2 separate regions of the Mus musculus genome follow, and region 2 is linked to region 1. The links are chromatin contacts, called in public ChIA-PET maps. All regions are on one chromosome and are shown on one strand. Each heading gives the region's core, a stretch centred on a gene start, on an enhancer-like site or on the middle of the called end of the contact. The rest is flanking DNA. Distances are from core to core; before and after follow the strand shown.

The links. ChIA-PET counts read pairs in DNA pulled down with a chosen protein or histone mark.
Region 2: a contact with region 1 is called in an RNA polymerase II ChIA-PET map of memory CD8 T cells, with 30 read pairs. The contact joins the promoter of Rfx2 here to the promoter of Tnfsf14 in region 1. A contact is called at or near these places in 5 of 39 promoter capture datasets (the C10 cell line, cranial neural crest, liver and 2 more), 3 of 115 datasets of contacts at active chromatin or transcription factors (bone marrow-derived macrophages, memory CD8 T cells and pancreatic cancer cells) and 1 of 9 other capture datasets (liver).

The regions. Positions count from the first base shown.
Region 1 is chr17:57,192,791-57,195,490 of GRCm38.p6, forward strand. It overlaps Tnfsf14 (tumor necrosis factor (ligand) superfamily, member 14), which reads right to left and starts at 1,391. Exons shown (of 4, transcript NM_019418.3): 1 at 1,067-1,391; 2 at 113-149. The coding sequence starts at 1,279.
Region 2 is chr17:56,829,714-56,832,413 of GRCm38.p6, forward strand. It overlaps Rfx2 (regulatory factor X, 2 (influences HLA class II expression)), which reads right to left and starts at 1,295. Exons shown (of 17, transcript NM_009056.2): 1 at 1,170-1,295.

The sequences.
Region 1 (2,700 bases), core at 141-2,640:
GGCACCTGCGAGGCCTACAATGTGACACTGGGTGATGACCCAGAGTTGGTGTGGGGAGGTGCTGAGCGGAAACCATTCCACCTGCTTCAAAGGGACTGGGGCCCAAACTCACCTTGTATCAGCTTCTCCCAGGAGCCTTTGCCTCCATCCTGAAATGCAGACAGGGATGTTTGGTAAGGACATGCCGCTCCGAGTCTCACTGGTATGTGGTGATGAGACTGTCTGGCCATGGCCACAGACACCACCCATGGACATGTATGCAGAGCCACACATGCACATATCACATACATACACACAGATGCAGGGGGAGGGGCACACACCTAATTAGATCTGTTGTATTTCCAAGATAGGCTCTCATGTAGCCCAGTCTGGCCTCAGACTTGCTAAATAGCCTAGGATGACCTTGAACTCCCTCAGTCTTCTGCCTCCCCTGCCCAAGTGCTGGGATGAGGAATTAACTAGTCAAGTCGAGTGTCTGAAATGCTTGAGACTAGAATTGTTTCGGAACTGTTTTCGAGGTTTTTGGATAGTTGAGGGCCGGTGAGAGGGCTCAGGCGGTAAAAGTGCTTGCTGCCAAGCCTGGCTACCTGAGTTCAGTCCCTAGGACCCTCCACAAAGGAAGGCACAGAGAAGTGATTCCATAGAGGTGTTCCACATACATGCTGCGGCACATGCATACTTTTTCATGTCTACACACTAAATAAGTAAATGTAATTAAAAAAAAAAACTTAAAAAGAAAATATAGGCAAAGACTCGGGAGCATACTGTGACACACCCATGGCTTGTCTGAAAGGAACAGTGAGCAAGCACATGAGAGAGCTGCGAGTGAAGCAGGGTGACCATGAAGCCAGTGGTGGACAAAGGTTTGGGCTGGAAACAACAACCGAGTAGGTGAATCCCAAGGAAACTGCCGGGCACTGCACGTGTATCAGATCCTCATGTAAAGATGAGAAGACTGAGGGTCAGAGAGACAGGCTAACCGAAGCCCTGGGTTCTAGCACACAATACACAACCATAAAGGGACAGGTACTGGAGAAGACTCGCTGGTTCCCCAAGCCCCACTTACTGGCAGATGAGCTACTATGTCTCCAAGACGTTGATGCAGTCTCAGGAGAAACCAGCCCTGAGTGGCCAGCCCAGCACCTAGCAGCAGCACCAGGGCCAGGCTGACCTGGACAGTGCCACAGCGCCGTCTCCGGTGGTTCTGTTCCAGCCGCCTGAATGGGATGTCCGTCTGTCCATCCACCACAAACACTGAAGGCTGTACCACACTCTCCATGCCAGAGCAGCTGAGGCTCCGAAGCCCAGGGAAAGGGTTGGCAAGCCTGAGTTCCTCCTCTCCGGAGGAAACCACAATTGCCCAACACGCTCGGGCTGTGCAAACTGCAAAAGGTTCCTGTCACCCCTAGGACTCACTTTAAAGCTGAAGTCTGGTGCCTCCCCTTTCCTCACGTACCTCCTCTTCTTCCTGTGCCCCCAGAAGGCCCAGCCCCCGGTCGATCACTCTCACTGAGGCCACCATAGCTCACACTTTCCAGAAAATGTGACTCAGGTGGGATGGATGGGGCAGCCCCTGCTCCGATGTACTTGGTGGCTTTTGTTTCCCTCAGAGGAGCTTCTGTGGGTTCCATGCAAGCATCTTGCACCGCACCTGCATTTGCACGCGCTGACAAGCAGAGGCCTCTGTGTTTGCTTTAGTCTGTGCATATGGGTGCAGGTGCTTGTACAGATGCACGGTTCGTGGATGTGTGCACACAGGTGTAGATGTTCTGATATGTGTCTGCAAGTGCTGGAACAAGCACACAGGCATTTCCTGATGTGTGTGCAGGTCCATATATGGACACACACACACACACACACTACAGTGTCTATCATCTATTAGCACATGCACACATGAACCTCAGATGTGTTCATATGTGTGTCCACTGGAGACGGTGCTGGGGTAGATTTTCAGATACCACCTTGTCCCCAAATCTTCAGCTTGGACCTTACCCCCATCAGACACCCTCCCAGATACTGAGGACTTGGGGGTTCAGTTAGAAGACTCACCAGCGCCCCTTCTCAATGTCAATGGCCCCCATGCTGTAGTGTTTGTCTTGACACAGGGCTGGCAATGCTGTGACCACAGAACCCCAGTGCTCTGCCACGCTGCTGATTCATGGCTTCTCTAACCAGGGTTCCAGGGGAAGTACTGCTGAGACTCCTGTCCCCCTGCAGGACCCACCCATCCACCTGCCTCAGCAACAGAGCCCTTCAGAGGAAGCCCAGGTCTGTGAGGTGCTGAAGGGATGTGTGCTGTTGACATGAGCTTGTCAACAACTCCAGAGCCTCAGACCCAGAGGGAAACATAGCCTTCTCTTCTGGTCCACGCATGGATGTGCATGTCGCCAGTGTGTGTAGAATGTGTTCACCATCCTCCCCCTTGAGTGCTGACGCATGAACATAGCTCCCTTCCAGGGACAGTTCTTATGGAGACTAACTCAACCTGCCTTCCCCATCCCATTGTGCATATAAACCCTGCCTCCTTGCTTAACTGTATGTAATAAGTTGCCTTTTTCAGTGGTAGGCAATAACCCCACTTCTCCACTCGACTCTATATAATAACGTGCTAAGAGAACTCGTGTGCAGAAGGCCCAGATCACATGACCCCAGGATTCCTGGATGTCTGTGTTTGTCGTTTCTTCATCTCTTTGCTGTTGC
Region 2 (2,700 bases), core at 45-2,544, 360 kb before region 1:
GGGACCTGAGTACCGGAGTGTTCCGGAGACGTACTAAAGTAGGGGTGAAGTCTCAGGAGAGACAGCGGTCCCAGCTGTTTCTTGGTGCGTTCCCCGCCCCAACTCCCCTCCCCGCCACCCTAGGGGGCTCTGTCCGGAACCGAGCTCTCTAGGGTCCAAGGAAACAACCGCAGCCCTAGCGAATCCCAACTGCGAACTCGGATATGACCCATGGAAAGGGGCGAGGAAGACAATCCGGTGTTTTGGGATGTGCTGCCTGTGCACAGGAGGGCTGCGCACGCACTCTCCCGGCCTCCTGGATCTTCCTACAAACGGTTCACACAATATTTTCCTTCGGGAAAGTTTTCTAGATTGGGGATCTCGGCAAAGAGGACGCTATGGGTGCGCTTGAGCTTCCCGGAGCGGCATGGTAAAGGACCCCCAAACGCAGCGGTGTCGGGTTCCAGGGGAGAGTGGTCCGAGGATTTGGGGCGCCGGGGGTATTTGGGATGGGCAAGAAAACGCGAAGGGAGGAGTTCCTTCCAGAACAGAACAAACGCAGTGACTATTTTGGTCAAAGCACAAGAAAACGGTGCCGGAGCCCCCAAATCCTAAGTCAAGAAGGAAACCCGAGGGTCAGAACTATGAGGCAAGCAGAAGAGTACCCTCGGAGTTAAGTACATGGATAAAAGCCAGAACCCCGATTTCATAAGTATAAAAGGGAGACGGTGCCTCTGGGTTTTCAGACTTGGACGAGAATGGCTGGCTCTGTGGGAGCCCCCAACTCAGGTTTTAGGGGGATGACAGCAAGGAGCGGGTTTGGGGCAACTCCAATTCAGGCTTTGGGAGTAGTCAAAGAGAGGACTGACTAGTTTGAGGGCGCCTCCGAGTTTCAGGTGTTGTGGAGTAAGAGACAAGGAGGGGTCTTCTGGAGTCCCCGCTCCTCAAAGTCAGATTTAGTGCGTCAAAGGCGAGAAGAGATCGCTTCACTTTACAAACTTTTGAGAGTGTGAGAGGGGTTCCACCCAGCCCAGGGCTCCCCCAAATCAGAGGCGCCTATCAGGATTGGATGAGGTTGGCGTCTGCAAAGTTGGGGCGCCGGGTCCGGCCGCGCCCGCCCCCGCGACCCCCCTCCAGCGGGGTCCCCCCCCCCTCCGCCACCGCCCCCTGCCCCGGCCCGCACCGCTCACCTGGAGTTCGGCAGGGAGTTCCGGTAGCGGCTCCCGCGGCGTCGGCCGCTGCGTGTCGCTCCGCGTTGGTAAGTAACAGTCTCCACGGCTACAGTCTCTATGGCGGCGGCGGTGGCGGCGCCGGCCGCTCCTCCTCCGGCTCCCGCCGCCCTCCCGCCCGCCCGCAGCGCCCGCCCGCAGCAGGCGCCCGCCCGCCTCAGCCTCGCGCTGCCCTCACGGGGCGGGGCGTTGCGCCCGGCAACGGTTACCAAGCTGCACGCCCCGCCCCCTCCAACGGCCCGCCCATGCCCGCCTCCAACGGCCTCGGGGAGGGCGGGCGATCTCCCCATTGGCTTTCATAGTGCCCGTCAGAGGTGAAGGGGCAGGTCCTTGGGTAGAATACCAGCCAATCGCTGAGAAGGAGGGCGGGGCCTGGCGGGAGGCGCGCGGCTCCCGGGAAGGGTTGGCTCTAAGGAGGTGCGCGAGGGCCCACTGGTGGCAGTGCGTGTTTTGCGGAGTTACGGTGATTCCGCTAGACCGGAGGCGCTCACCGTCTAAGGGGAGCAGCAGACTCTGGCCTTGCGCCTGCTCTTTCATGGTCCACAAACTGAAAACTTTTTTTTTAAAGATTGTTGTCTATGCGTGTGCATGCAATGCGCATGAAGACCCGAAGAGAGCGTTGGATCGCCCTGGAACCAGAGTGACCGTCTGCTATGAGCCGCCTAATTGAGCAGGGACCGATCCCGGGTCCTCTGCAAGAGCAGAAGCCTCCTCTCCAGCGCTTCTCCTTTTTTTTTTTTTTTTTTTTTTTTTTTTGAGCCGGTGTCTTGTATACACTCACTACACCGCTTAAGCTGGCCTCCAACACCTGATTTTCCTGGCTCCATCTCCTAGTGCTGGGATGATGGGTGTGTGTTCACCAGTCCTGGCTAAGCTGACAACTCCTCACCCACCCCATCTCGCTTCTCTGTCCTCTCTGGTTCATATATATATACAGGTCTCAATGTGGACTCTTCATAAAGCTTATATTTTGGTGGGATGACACAAACAGAATGAAAAGTTAACGCAAAAGGAAAGGTTTAAACCCAGAGACCCAAGTGCGGAGGAGCTGTCAGACCATAGCTCCATTCATTCATTCATTCATTCATTCATTGAACGTCCAATTGCACCAGTGAACATGGGTAATTTGGGCTTATGTGCCCAAAGCGGTGAGTCAGGGTCTTGCTAAGTAGTCCAAGCTAGACTAGATTCCCACTATGTAGTCCAAGTTAATGTTCTTTTTGTCTTAGGTCCTTGACTACTAGGGTGAGAGGCAGGTGCCACCAAGCATTTGTGCACAGTCTAACTCATGAAATCCTGAACTTAGGCCGCGAGAAAGGCAGTAGACGCTGCCTCTAGGACTGGAGTTTCCAAAATAAATATATTGGAGCAACTGGAAGCCTGGTGCCACAACACCACTTTGTTGGCTGCCTACACTACAAAGCTAGTGTCCGGTCCCCATCCCCCACCCCCACCCCCACCCCCGTGCTGAGAGACCCAGTCCCATAGACTC